2 separate regions of the Mus musculus genome follow, and region 1 is linked to region 2. A link is a contact called in public HiChIP or PLAC-seq data. All regions are on one chromosome and are shown on one strand. The core of a region is the stretch at or near the end of the contact, and the rest is flanking DNA. Distances in the headings are between cores, read along the strand shown.

The links. HiChIP or PLAC-seq counts read pairs in DNA pulled down with a chosen protein or histone mark.
Region 1: a contact with region 2 is called in a FOXA1 HiChIP or PLAC-seq map of pancreatic cancer cells. The contact joins two enhancer-like sites. A contact is called at or near these places in 1 of 484 Hi-C or Micro-C datasets (embryonic stem cells) and 1 of 115 datasets of contacts at active chromatin or transcription factors (pancreatic cancer cells).

What each region holds. Positions count from the first base shown.
Region 1 is chr6:85,408,988-85,416,201 of GRCm38.p6, forward strand. No RefSeq gene overlaps it. Among named protein-coding and RNA genes, the nearest start is that of Noto, 11 kb to the right of the region's middle. Within about 2 kb of position 2,169, at least 28 of the 459 cell types and tissues checked have an H3K27ac peak or open chromatin away from gene starts, as enhancers often do. A contact at or near this core is called in pancreatic cancer cells, where this site is marked.
Region 2 is chr6:84,566,335-84,573,507 of GRCm38.p6, forward strand. Cyp26b1 (cytochrome P450, family 26, subfamily b, polypeptide 1) reads right to left here. Exons shown (of 7, transcript NM_001177713.1): 7 at 5,080-7,173. Among named protein-coding and RNA genes, the nearest start is that of Cyp26b1, 24 kb to the right of the region's middle. Within about 2 kb of position 2,462, at least 36 of the 459 cell types and tissues checked have an H3K27ac peak or open chromatin away from gene starts, as enhancers often do. A contact at or near this core is called in pancreatic cancer cells, where this site is marked.

The DNA of each region.
Region 1 (7,214 bases), core at 919-3,418, 840 kb after region 2:
GCCGCCATCATCAGCAAATCAAGTCCGAGGGTGTCTCCACCCTTCTGTCACCTCCCTGCTGACAACCTTGCTGTCCTTTCCAGGGACAGAGAGCCTCAACTGAAAAGGATGAGGGCCCCCACTAGCCTGCGGCCCTAGGGAGCCAGCAAAGCGGCCCAGCGCACTAATCCTCTGGCTGCAGCTGGCCGGGCTTGGCGGGGATTAGGCCGGGAAGGGCGCTGACCAGCCTGAGGCATCCGCGTCCTCCCGCGACTCAAATGCGGCATTTGAGATGCGGCGCGCGCCCGCCTGTTTGCTCGCGGAGCTGGCCTGGGGCGGGAAGCCGACTCGCAAGAGTATCAGAGATTAGGGGGCCCGCTTCAATCCCCTGGCCGCGATTCCGCCCGCGGGTGCGGGCCGCTGTAACCACTGGTCCCTGGGAGGGGGACACCCAAGGGAGACGCCGAGGGGCTCCTGCTGAGGACTAGAGAGGCTTCCCTCTTTCCAATGCCACGAAATTTGCAACTTGTCTATCCTCTGAAGTTCGAGCAGGTGGAAGGCCAACTCCCAGGGTAAAAAACGGGGTTGATTCAATTACCAACATAGGGGAATGGGAGGGACACCGGGAGTGGGGAAAGGAAGGCGGGGAGGAAGATGAGGGAAGGAGATTGGCACTGCTGCAAGACATGGTGGCACATGTTTGCAATTCAGCAGTGGGGAGATGAAGGCTGAAGGCTCAGAGTCAAGTTCAACTTACATCAGACAATTCAAGGCCAGCCTGAGCTACATGCTGTCCAGTTTCAAAAGGCTGGAGGAGGAGGAGGAGGAAGAAGAAGAAGATAGGGAGAGGAGGAGAGGAGAAACAAGGAGAAGAGGAAGAGAGGATAGTCTGGGAGAGGAAAGGGGAGCAATAAGGACCCCCCTTCTTCTAATCTCACCTCCAGCCCCTAATTTGCTGCCTCCAGGCCCAGTGCCTCTTTCCCCTTCTCACACCCCTTCTCCAGGCTGCCAGGGTAGATCCCGGCACAGGAAACCATGGTATCCAAAACACTGGCTGGTCCCCAGTCCAGCTCTGAGTTCTTGGTGTCCTGAAGCCTTCAGCTTCCTTTGGTCCTGGTCAGAGGTGTGTTTCTTAGTCTTAAGTCAAATTTCTGACAGGTGGAAAAGACAGTCACACACTCCTGGGTGCTTTGAGACTCACACAGAAGCCATGTCCCCACTAGATCCCAGCCCCTGCTCTCTGCCCTCCTTCTCTCCCTCCCTGCACCTTCCAGGTGTGGGCTGATTCCTTCCCTGTCCTGGTGCTGTTGGCTCCCAACCTATTCCTGCAGGCAGCCCTCCAGGTTGTCTTCTCCTCAGTGATCAAAGGAACAAACAGTGTCTGTCTCCATCTCAGCTGTCCAGCAACGAGGTGTCCTTAGCTTTCTCCCTTTCCCTTCAGGCCATATGTTAGGTTTTCTCAGGAGTCACACAGGGACTCCACCTTGCCTCACTCTGACCCCCACCTTTGGGAAACACAGATCGTGGCAATCAGTCCTCTCTCCGTGGAGTTCTAAAGTCTTTTTTCTTGCTATTCGGAAGTGCAAACTGATCAAATAAATCTGTGCCTAGCTCTGTACTCTCTGAACTCTTCATGCTGGTCTAAATTCCTTACAGAGTTGCTGCGGTTGGGTTCCCAGCTCCCTTATTCTCTGCTGCTCTCTGGGCACAGGGGCCTGCCGCATCTCCTACCCCATGAGAGCTTCATCTCCCGTAGCTTTGACCTGTAGGCCAAAATGGTCCCAACTCCTAGACTTCTGTGTGAGGGCCTGTCCCTCCAGTCTCATTCCCTTCCTGTCTAGTTACTGTGACTGCAAGATCCCGCCGCTTTGGAAATTAGGCGCCCCCATCAAGCGGTCTGCGGGCGCCCTCTGCCGCCCGCTGTGAGAGAGGACATTCTGCATAGGCCTAGCCCTGCACCCTTATTGGGTGTTTTCTTGAGTTCTGGCTGGAACAAAACCTGGGAGCGCAGATATTTCCAAAACAAAATAGTATGTCCGTCTAAAGGGCTCAGTACCACCTGGTGGTATTGTAGAGAAGAAGAGAAGGTGTGTGTGCGGGGAGAGGGGAAGACCCTCTGTGTGTGTATTGGGGGCGGGGATGAATCCAAGGAAGTGGTTATCAGACAACAAAAAGCTGGAGTTACAGACAGTTGAACCACCCAATGTGTGTAACTGAATAACTATTGTATGCAGACAGGTGGCGCTCTGAAGCAAGACTGTATACAATCAGGAATGGTCTGAAAGTTCACCTGAAACAATCAGACTAATCTTTGATTAACTGTTACTAGGAAATAATTACGGAGTAACTCTGGCCAAAGACAAGCCATGGGGTCCTTCTTGGTACATGTGTGCAGCTTGGGTTCTGCTGCAGGTCAAGTTTTCAGGTGTTTTTTTCTTTTTTTTTTTTTTTTGGGTTTTTTGGTTTTTCGAGACAGGGTTTCTCTGTATAGCCCTGGCTGTCCTGGAGCTCACTTTGTAGACCAGGCTGGCCTCGAACTCAGAAATCCACCTGCCTCTGCCTCCCATCCCGAGTGCTGGCATTAAAGGTGTGCGCCATCACGCCCGGCTGTTTTTTTCTTTTAAGATGGAGGCCGGTTCCAAGATGGAGTAGGAATGGCCTCTCAAAACCACCACACACAAGTAGACTTTTTTTTTTCCAGGAAAAATAATCCAACTGGGGCTGGAGAGATGGATCAGTGGTAATGAGCGCTCGCTACTCTTTCAGAAGTCCTAAGTTCAGTTCCCAGTACTTACAAGATTGCTTATAACCATCTGTAACTCCAATTCCAGGAAATCAGATACCTTCCTCTGGCCTCGGTAGGCCCAAGGCATACATACATGTGCCCAGCATGCATTTAAGCAAAATATTCATACACATAGAAAATGATCTTAACTGGATGTGTCTGTCTCTTTCTTCCTCTCTCTACTTAGCTCCTTAGCTCCTCCACATAGCCACTGGACCCAAAGAATAAATATTGCAAGTTGAAGGAAAACGCCAGATCATAAGACCCGGACCCAGAAGTGACACTGCGCCACTGATTCCGCTCTCTAGTGATGAAAGCAAGTCACTGGAGTTCGCTCGCCCAGCACCCACGTGAAAAGGCCTGGCACCTCCATCTGCCTCGGCGGAACTCCTGGGGCTGGGGGATAAAATGCAGCTCAGTGAGAGAACCCACCTCGAAACACCAGGTGGAACAACGCAGAGTATGGGGCTGAAGTCATGTAATCCCGGCATCTGGAAGGCAGAGGCAGGCAGATTTCTGTGAGGTCAAGAATAGCCTTTTCCGGCGGGCGTGGTGGCCCACGCCTTTAATCCCAGCACTTGGGAGGCAGAGGCAGGCGGATTTCTGAGTTCGAGGCCAGCCTGGTCTACAGAGTGAGGTCCAGGACAGCCAGAGCTATACAGAGAAATCCTGTCTCAAAAAAACAAAAACAAAACAAAACAAAACAAAAAAAGAATAGCCTTTTCTATGCAACAAGTTCTAGGCCAGCTAGGGCTACATAGAGATATCAAGTCTCAAAAAGCAAAACAAAACGAACCTTTGGCTTCCGTAGGCACATGCACACATATGTACGCGCATACACACTAAGTATGTAAATAAATGAACGTAAGGGCCCAAGCTAGACTGCTGAATGGGTAAGGGACACAGCCACATTGGTTCATGGTTCCAATTAAGGCTTGGGAAACAGCTAGCCTCCCCCACTTCCGCCTCAGGACCAACCAAGTCAGAATCTCCTACGTGGGACATCAGAGTAAGATCATTTGCTCCTCGCTAGGTGGTCCCTGAAAAGTCCAAGCCCTTCTATGGGGGAATCTCACCACATGGTTCCTCCCAGGAAAGGAGGGGGTGGGCTGTGTCCCTCTCATCTCTTATAGCTTGTGAAGGGGCTCAACCCTCTCCTCTCCTACCAGGAACTTGGAGATGGTGGCTTTTCTAGGCTATTCTTGGGATTCTGGAGTCTCTGAATCTATACCGCTTCCTAGGTCACCCAAAGGGGTAGCCCGTGGTGCAAGTGTGAAGAGCAAACAAATTAGTCAGGACACAGACTTCCTCACAGGACTCTCAGGTCTGTGCTGAGCAAACATCCAGCCAGGCCTCCAGCCCACTAGGAGAGCCCCAGGCTCTGCACCTGGCCTGCAAAATGAGCTTTCTCAGGGTGTCCATCACTCCTCCCTCCTGCCAGACTGTGCCCCTTAGGCTTAGCACCCCAGCCTTGGAGCCAGCGGCAAAGGCTAGCTTAGTGGATCGACCAGAAGTCCACTTGTAGAAGAGTGTGAAAGGTTACAATGGATGAAAGAAGATCTGAGCTGATCCTTAGGCAGACAGAACTTTGTGAGGTCCACATTGGCCTGCCTGGTCTACAAGCAGTTCCAGGCCAGCCCAGGCGCCATCGTGAGATCTGGAAAGAAAGAAAAGAGAGTTAGGGGGTCTGGTAGCACACGCCTGGTATCCCAGCTCTCCAGAGGCCAAGGCAAGAGGATTGCTGAGATTAGAGGTCAGCCGGCTACATGGACCCTGTTCAAAAAAACACACAAACCGACATAGCCATGAATAATGTTTACTCCCTACCCCAACTCTCTCCCATCTCCTGATCACCAAAAACAAAGTTTACCCTCCCCTCTAAGGGCTGTGAGTACGGAGAAATCAGCTCCGTTCAGGCTCAACCTTTAGTTTTCATTTTGGTGCTGTTATTTGTCTGTTGTTGTTTAAGATTTTTATCTTGAGAAAACTATGAACATCTTAGGGAGGCCTGGGCATTGGATGACCTGGAGCCATCTGAGGTACCTGTTGTAAGAACAGTACTCCCTCTTAACCACTGAACCATGTCTCTAGGCCCTGGGATGTGTGTGTGTGTGTGTGTGTGTGTGTGTGTGTGTGTGTGTGTGCGCGCGCGTGTGTGTGTTTAAACTCTGAGTGATCAGGCTTTCTTCTCTTGAGTACTGGGATTGATGAAAAGTGTTACCAGGTCTTGACATTTTTAAAAAACGTGTTTTTTTATTTTTGTTGTTGTTTCTATTGTTTTTTGTTGGTTGTTTGTTTGTTTGTTTGGTTAGCTGTAGACAGGATCCCACTGTGTAGCACTAACTGGACTGGAACTTGCTTCAGAGACCAGGCTGGCCTCAAACTCACAGAGATTTGCCTCCTGAGTGCCGGGATTGAAGGCATGTGCCATTATGCCTTTATTTGTAACTTTTAATTACATTTTATTTGTTTTTAGTGAGTGTATGTGTCTATATGGGTATGTATGGGGCACAGCGCATGTGTGGAGGTCAGAGGTCTACTTGTGAGAGTCAGTTCTCTCATTCCACTATGCTGGTCTTTGGAGATTTAACTCAGGTCGCCAGGTTTAGTGGCAAGTACCTTTACCCACTGAGTCATCTTTTCAGCCTTCATGGCCTCTTGCCTTGGCATTCCTAAGATTGGGATTACATGTGTAAGCCACTGTGGTCGTTTTTTCCCTTCTAGTGCTAGGATCAAATCCAGGGTCTCAAAATATGAAGCAAGTGTTCTATGATGAAGCCAAACCCCCAGTGTCTATTCTGCACGTTAGAGTTGGGCAAACCCATACTGAGTATAGACTACTGGCTATGAAAGAAGTCATGGGACTGGAAATGCAGCTCAGTTAGCGGAGTGCTTCCTAGCATGCAAAGAGCCCACTGCATATACTAGGCACAGTGGAACACAGCTTCTATCCCAGCACTAGAAGTGGAGGTGGAAAGAAGATTGAGGTCATCCCCATAGAGTGAGTTCAAAGCCAGCCTGGGCTGTATGACATCCTGTCATGAAGCCAGTCATTTAGTTGACCAGGATCTATTTTCTACTCATGTGAAATGAGAATAAAGTTCCAACTGAAGAGGGGTGGGGTCACAGGGATGCCTGAGTACCTTGTGGCGTGTGCAATGATAACAGGTTGGGGGCACTTTTCTTTCTACTCTTTTTCAGAAACTGGCTGGAGGGAAGGGGGAGAGAGAATTCAAACCCAGCATATCTGCACTGCCGAGAAAGGCGCTGACCCTACCTTGAGCTATTGTATGGCCACCAGGACCTGGATGTGCAGAGCTCGCACCAAGTTTTGCCTTTGGGGTAGGCGCCTCCTTCAGTGGGTCCTTGGTGTCTTTTTCAACACAAGAAAGGGCTTCAACTGATTTGCTGCCAATACCAAAGGGGTTCCAAGTGGATACAGCACGGACTGTTTCAAGCCTGGCATTGTGGCATGTGCTTATAAACCCAGCACTTGGGAGTTCAAAGCCATCCTCAGCTACATAAACAAGGGCAAGGGCAGCCTGGGCTACATCCTGCCCCTTCTCTCTGACCTATCCTCCTTTATCTCAGTCATTCTTAAAGTCACCAAGGTGCAGACCAGCTCTCTTTCCTTCAGAGTTCAACAGGACTCAGGGACTTTGGTAGACCTGGCTCGCTTTGGACTTAGCTAAAGAGGCAGGTCTCTGGGCAGCCTTCTCACACCTCTGGAGATACAGGGCTATTGGCTCAGATACTTGGAAGACTGAGGCAGAAACACCAAAAGCTCAAGGTCTGTCTGGGCTAGCCTGGACACTTTAGGAAGTCCCTGTCTCCAAGTAAAAAAATGTGCTGGGATATTGTTCAATGGCAGAGAGCTAGCCTAGCCTGCTAGTAAAAATGAATTATCCCTAATCTCTCTGACTTTCACACTTCCATGGACTCATCCTCTGGCTTGGCAGCTGCATTAGCAAGTCGTAGATGGGTCTCTCTCTGTTTCATTTCCCAGCCCACCATGACACCGGTAGTTTCCAAGGCAGAAACCTCAACACACACCCCATAGCTCTTTGTACCCCCTCATAAAACCCAACTCACAGAAAAGAGCTCAAACAAATACATGTTTGTTAACTTCACTCTAATTAAAGAGCATAGGACTTCAGAGGGTCTTAAAAGCGACATACATAAGAAAAAGTTAGGAAACCCTTGGAAACTGCCTAAGTGCCTGTGTGTCAACACACAGCACCTCCTCTGGCGGAGCATTCCAGGGAGGAAAGAACAAACAATCTCCTTGTTTGCTCTTCCCTCTTGGTCAGGTGCAGTATGGAAGGAGGGGCAGAGAAAGAGGGGCAGGTGTGGGCTGAAGCTGAGGCAGCCTGGGCAGGGGAAAATGTGAGGGGCTTCTCCAGGGGACCTTCAGGCTCTCTCTCTCTCTTCTCTTTCTCTCTCTCTTGCT
Region 2 (7,173 bases), core at 1,212-3,711:
CTTTTGTAAAGCCTCCCCACCCTACATTCATGCTGCCAGCCGGCCCCTCGGGACACACCTTATGCTTAGTCCTTTGGTTGCAGCCCACACATGCCCTGACTTTTCTCTGCACTCACCTCGCCCCTCCCAGCCTCCCAGGCATGGCTCCTGACTTGCCAAGCTAAGATGCTGCAAGAGGTAAGATCACCCCTAGCCCAGGGGCCACCAAAAAGCCTGAGCAAGGAATGCTGGCACTGGCCCTGCGCCCGCTGCTCAGAGCCCCTTCATGGATGCTCTTGTCTGCTGCTCATCCTTCAGGAAGGTCAGGGTAAGGTCATGCCCAGTGGCTTCCTCCCAAACTGGGAGACGATGATAATTCCCTAGGCCTACGAGCAGCCACTCCACTGCCAGAAGAGGTTTCCCACCCCTACCCCACCCCCATTCTCCCCAACCCCAGACAATGAGGAATCCTACCTTCCAGACAAGGGATCATGGCTGTGTTACCTAGACTCAGAGCCAGCTGTAAAAGGGGACCTTAATGCTGAGGGAAATGAGGAATAAAAAAATGATCCCAAAGATTTTTTTAGTGAGATAGCTCCACCCACAACATGATGGCCATGCCGGGGACCAAGCTGAAGTTGAATCCTCAGGGTCCCTATTTTAAAAGATTTAGAATCCCCTGAGCTGGGAGCCAGAGACAGGAGGATTCTGGTGTTTGAAAGCCAGCCAGCCCATCTGTCTACTTGTGGAGTTCTGGGCCAGTGAGAGACCTCATCTGAAAAAGCAAGGTGGCCACTAGAGAAATGGCTCAGCCTTTAAGAGGCCCTGCTGCTTTCCCAGCTGGGATTAAGTTTGGTTCCCGGCACCCACTGCAAGGGGCTCACAATGGCATGTAACTCTAGCTTCAAGGGATATGATCTTTTCCAGCCTCCATTGGTATCTCCACACATTTGTACACACACACACACACACACACACACACACACACACACACACACATGTTTTAAAAAAAAAAGTGAGTCAGGCATGAAGGTCTTTAACCCCAGCAGTCTGAAGCAGAGGGAGATAGGTCTCTGTGAGTTCAAGGCCAGCCTGGTCTGTATAGCAAGTTCCAGATCAGCCAGGGATAGAGAGGGAAAACTTGTCTTCAAAATAAAAAATAAGGTGGATGGTTCCTAGGAACCACACTTGAGACTGACCACACAGACACACACATCTGCGCACATGTGCACCTATACACACATGCACACTATCTCTCACATTCTGCTGTTAGGGCCCAAACCTGCTAAATCTCCTCAGAACCTCTTTGGCGGGCTGTGGAAGCCAAGAACTCACTCCTTCAGGCTGGAACACACGCAAAACAAGGCCTCTCGGAGCCACTCTAGATCCCAGGCTGAGACCCCATGTTCTCCAAGGCTGCCTGGGCCAGACTCAGTCCCAGGCACTAGTCCAAGGCTAACATTTACTATCTCTCATCAATGGCTCTGCTCTGCCATCCCCTGCCATCCCGGGGGTACTGTTATTAGGACAGGAGCTCTGTGTGGCCCTGGGCCTGATGCCAACAAGGCCTTGGAGATGGCAGAGCCGGGGATGCCTGTGGGGTAGGTCACTCTCTGAGGACCGTGAAAGCTGTCACTCTCTAAAAGCTGCCTGCCAACTACAGCATCTGCACAGGGCATTAGCAGAGTGGGGATTCTCACAGAGACACGGCTCCAGGCCAGATTGCTCATTCTTTCTCTTTGCTTAAGCTTTGTATGTGTGTGCATGTGTGTGTGTGTGTGTGTGCATGCGTGTGTATGTGTGTGCATGCGTGTGTGCATGTGCTTGTGAAGCAACCAACCTATGGTCACACATGTGCGAAGATAAATGTAAGCCTGGGGCGTGGTGTTTGTTCCAGCCTCTTCAAGCATGGACCCTGTTGTAATTGAAAAGTAAACATGAAGGCAATAGCCACACTGCATTGCTAGAATCCAGAAGAGGTGCTGTCACCATGGGAGCGCTTGTGTATAAACTGTGACCTTAATCTTTACACGGTGGTACACACCCTGGGTGAATCCTTAGGAATATACTTCGATTCACATCATGGAGGTCAGCAAGATGACTCAGTAGGTAAAGAGATTGCCACAAAGTCTCCTGACCTGAGTCATTCCCCATTCTGGTGACCCACATGGTAGAAGAAAAGAAGTGACTACAAATTGTCCTCTGACTCTCGCGTGTACACTTGAAAAATATAGATTAAATAATTTTAAAATCACACAAATGTGTGTGCATATTAAAGCTTCAATTCCCCAGAACTGCCAAAATTACCATCATATACATACATATGTATGCAAATGCATATGTCTGTATGTGTGCCTCCTATTTCACATCCAGTCTCTACGGTGGCTCAGCCTTCTCCTTGGGCTCCTCCACCCTGCTCTCCCCACACCAGTGTGAGCCACTCACAGCGCTGCTATAGAGTTTCAAACAGAATCCTAAGGAAGCTGGGCAGAAACCTGGCCCCCAGAGTGCACGCCTGCGCAGCCCCTCCCCTGGGGTGTGAAAGGGACTCTTAAGACAGAATCCACGGTGACGATGTTCTCAGCAATGTAAAAGGAAGTAATGTCCCTAACCTGTTAATTTAGGTTGAGCGTTTTTCCTGAAGAAAGAGAGAAGGGAAGAAGGAAGGTGGGAGGGAAGACAGGCAAGCAGGAAGTACTTTGGCATAACCAGAGATCTCAAGGCCAGAGACAGGCTCGGGAGAGACACCTCCGTTAGCCCACAGGAAGCAACTGCCTCGGTGCAGTGCTATGTGGTAAGTCAGGAGGTGGCCTTTAAGACCAAGAACTTGAATCTTGCCACTGACCTGCTCTGGCCTCTGCTTCAGGCTGTCTGTCATGTACTGCCAACTGTCCCTACTCTGGGGCACCAGTTGGAAGAAGTCAGATACCTGGCCAGGGGTTGGTACATGACTCAAAGTGAGCCAATTAGGGTCCTTGCTCAAGTGGGGGTAGAGAGCCTGAGGCCTTCTGAGGGTATCAGCTCATAGTGAGATCCCCAGGATACACCCCAGGACCACCAGTCACCACCTGCCCTACTTACCTTATCTCACCAAGCCAGGGTCCCAGAGCAAGATATTTTGAGAAGGAAGGGCCTAGAAAACCTAGCCAGATCAATCAAGAAGAGCTGTTATGGGTGCAGCCCAGGACTCCAGCCTTCCAAACTACCCCTATTCCCTCCCAGGTTAGACAGCACCCTGTCCACACAGCCAGAATGAAGAGCTAGGAGGCCCAGGAGATAGCAGAGCCAGTGCAAGGTGGGCCAGCTCAGCCTCTTCTGGGGGACATGGAGTTGGAGGGGAGAAAGCTATGGGAAGAAAGGCCCCAGACTGCTCATTATTGTCCCAAGACCAGAGCCTAGAGCCTCAGCCAGGCATGAAGCCTGCTTTTGATGTCTCCTCCTCTGTCTCTCTCCTACCCTTTCCCCTCCCCCTCTTCCTCTTTTTGTTCCTGCCTGCTCCCTTTACTCCCTCCCCTGACTTGCCCCTTCCCTTTCTCTGTCTCCCTCCTTCCCTCCCAACCTTCAGGCATAGCTGGCTGCCTCTCACAGCTCACCCTGCTGGCCCTGAGGTCCTGGGCAGCCAAGCCCAGCCAAGGCCAAGGCAATTTTGGGAAAGGGCTGGAAGATGTCTGAATGTGGATCTTCTAAGTTCTCTCCAAACTGGTGCCCCAGTCCAGGGACAAACAGTGTCCCTGTTTATCTGTCCAGTGTCTGTATGCTCCTTTCAGGCCTGGGAAGCTCAGCCTACAGCTGGCTGGGGAAAGGGGAGGGAGAGCAGCTAAAGTCATTGTCCCCTCCCCACCACCACCAGCTCAGCACCATGTGGAAGGCAGGGAATGAGCTGATGAGGGGACCAGCTCCCCATCTGGCTCCCTGCCAGTGCAAGGCAGGGGGTCAGGCCAAGGGTAGCCCTGGGGCCCCGCTGCAGCTCCATTTGCTGTCACAGGGATGGATGGAACTCACACCCAGACAAACCATGGCCTCCCTGGAAAGGTTCCCAAGACATCCAGTCCCTGCATTGCTGCGACTGCTGGCTGGACCTGGGCCAGCCCAAGAGAGCTGCGGTGAGTACTGGCCACTACAGGGCACCTGTCCCCAGCCCTTCTCTTGGTTTCCCTGTGACCTTAGGAAGGTCACTGCAGGATTCTGCTTTTATGGAGGAAACAAATCCCCCCTGACTTTGTGGAAGGTGGAAGGATGGGGTGAGCAGATCCAGGGATGGGAGGTGAGAAGACCGCATTCACCATACAGAAGAATAGGTGCCCAAGGTCTGTAACTATCCTGCCCTAGTGCCACTATCGGCTTCTGTGATCCAGGCGGAACAAACAAGGCCCTGTGTCCCAATGCGCCTGGGCCAGGGTGCTGTGGGCAGAGCCATTGTGAGAAAGAACAGAGGCGACCACACAGTGACTTTTGTCAGGTGAGCCTGGCAGTGGCCACTCCAGGATTTGAGACTCCAGCTGTGCTTCCTGGCTCCTGGTCTCCACCCCCCACCCCACGACTCCCACAGCCCTAGTCCCTAGAACCCTCATGGACATTGCTTGTCCCCATCCTGTAGTCTTGTCTTTCCACAATCTCCACCCCAGGCCTCCTGGACAGTCAGGCTACGGATGGAGTGAACACCTGGCAGAGATGCTGGGGTCTGGGCATGTACATGATCCTGCGACACCCATGAAACAGATTTGGAGGATCATTTGCCTAGGCGAAAGGCGGAGCTCAGAACGGGGAGCCCCCTCCCGCAGCTCCCGTGGTTGTTTATGTCAGCCATCATAGCTCAAACTGATGAATAAGCCTTCAAGCTGTGGGTCATTGGGTCCGGTGCAAAGACCTGGCATATCTGGTCACAGTCACACTTGACAGGGGTGTGGCCTCCCTGCAGCCTGTTCCCTGTCAGGCCCTGGACCTTGTCACAGCTTGTTCCTTGTGTAGGAATGTGGAGCGGAACTCCACAACACATCCCAGAGCTTTCTCACAGGATGGTCTAGGCATTGCTGATGGGAATACGGAGAGCCCCAGGAGCCTTCTAACGAGTCTGAAGGGCGAGAGACCAGACAGCCAACAGAGACAAGGGTGAGTCCCCACAGTTTATTACGGAAGCCAATAAAAGAGCCACATTGAGTATTTCACAAAATGCATGGCATTCATTGTTGTAATATGCAACACGGAATATTATATACACATCAAAACCACACGACAGCCAAAACACACACACAGCACCAGCTCATACCAAAACGAGACACACAAGTGCTTTCTCAATATTAAAACAACTGTGATAAAAGCATATTAATATTTTGAACCATGTTTACAATAAAGAACAATTCATATTTTACTAAATAACAAATATTTAACAGCAAAAACTTTATACTAAATATCTATTTTGAATTATAACAAAAATAGTACTTATAATAGTTTATAAAGACAGACACAAAATTATAACATTTATGAAAAAAAAAGTTTTGTGTATAAAATAATAGAAATCTGGGCCGCATCAAAATGGCTGCCCAGGATGCACACGCCAGCGCCTAACTTTGAAAGTGCTTCAATCTGCAAGCCCGTGGCAGGAATTTTTGTGGGGTTTGTTTTTTTTTTTTAAATGTCAAGTTACAATAGTTAGGAATGTGAGACTACATCACCCATTAATGCTACCACAACGAGACACACGAACACGGAACAGACACATCTACAGAGGTGAGACGGGTATCACACCGCAGGTGCTGAGGCGAGGTCTCTTTTCCTGTTACCTCTGAGACCCATCCGGGCAGACCATCTTTTCTTCCTCCCACCCCCACAGGGATCCCCTTCAGCTTTTCCTTCACACTTCCTCGGCCGGCCCCCTGAAAATGAAGGCCTCTGACGCCTGGAGGGGCCCCCCAGTGCCCATCCCTCACCAGGACCAGAGTCACATGCCACATCGTCAGTCTGAAGCAGATGGCTGCAGGCAGGCAGGGTTAGCGTGCAGGAAGATGAGCCTCCCGGGCACTGGTCTGTGGGGTATGGGCAGCATGCACCTTTTTCATAAACTTTGCTGAGTCTTTACACAGTCTGGCCTGTTTTAGAACAGGGAAAGGGAGCTGAGGGCTGACAGCTATGTTTGACTCCACAATAATTTTGCTGGGATTCTAATGCTGTAGTTTGTTCTGGTTCTGTCAGAAAAAAAAAATGCAGACCAGTGAAACATCAAGAAATGTGGCTCATAGGATGTTCTGTGTGGCTGGTGAGATGTGGCTGACCCTCATGACAGTGGCCATCCAGGGTCAGATCGATATGGACTGTCATTCTGTGCCTCTGTTTTCTGGAGAAAAAGAGCCACTACCTTAGTAACAGGCAAAAGCCATGGACGGAAAATGAAGGGGAATCTGAAAACAGACAAAATTGCCTAGAGACACACCAGAACCCCAAACCCTTCCCAGGAAGGTCCCACATGGCCAACCCTCAAAATGCCAGAGGCAGGAATCCCTCGTCTTCCACCCAGTCATCTTCCACACCCCCACTGGCCTTTCTGCAACTGAACCACTTCTGACAAATCACTTATGCCCTGACCTCAATCGCCCTCATCTTCCTCCTCTCCTTCTCCATTGCTTTCTAGCTACAGCCTCCCCTGCAGCTTCTCCAGACCCCACAGGGCCTGAAGCAGCTCAGAGAGAGGACTCTCTTTCCACCTTACCTCTCTGCTTTCTTCTCTACCCCAAACCCTGGGCTGGGCTTAGCAGACAGTGGCATGGGGTGGGAGTGGTTATGGGGTGGGGGACTCTTCCAAGAGCAAAGGGGCAGAGAGCTAAGGAAGGGAAGACAGAAGTCCCTTCAGAAGAACCCGTATCCTTATTCATCCTCACCAGGGGAGTGGCTGGCACTGGGACAGGCAGTGAGTGAACAGGAAGTGGTGGCCCCTAGACCCACATGCCCAGGGCTTTGACAGCCTGGGAGGAGGTGCTAAGTACACCTGGCAGAGATGCAGGGTGTCTGACTCTGAGGTTAAACTACATCTTTTGCCTAGAGCCCAGCAGGGCTGTTAACCCTCTACCAAAGAACTGGGTTAGACCAGACACACTGTCTTCTTGCCTCACTGAAGCCCTGGAAAGGACAGAGGCTGGCAGGTGTGTGCGTGTGGTGGCAATGGCGGTGTGTAGGTGTTGGGGGAGGGTGCTCCAGACCTCA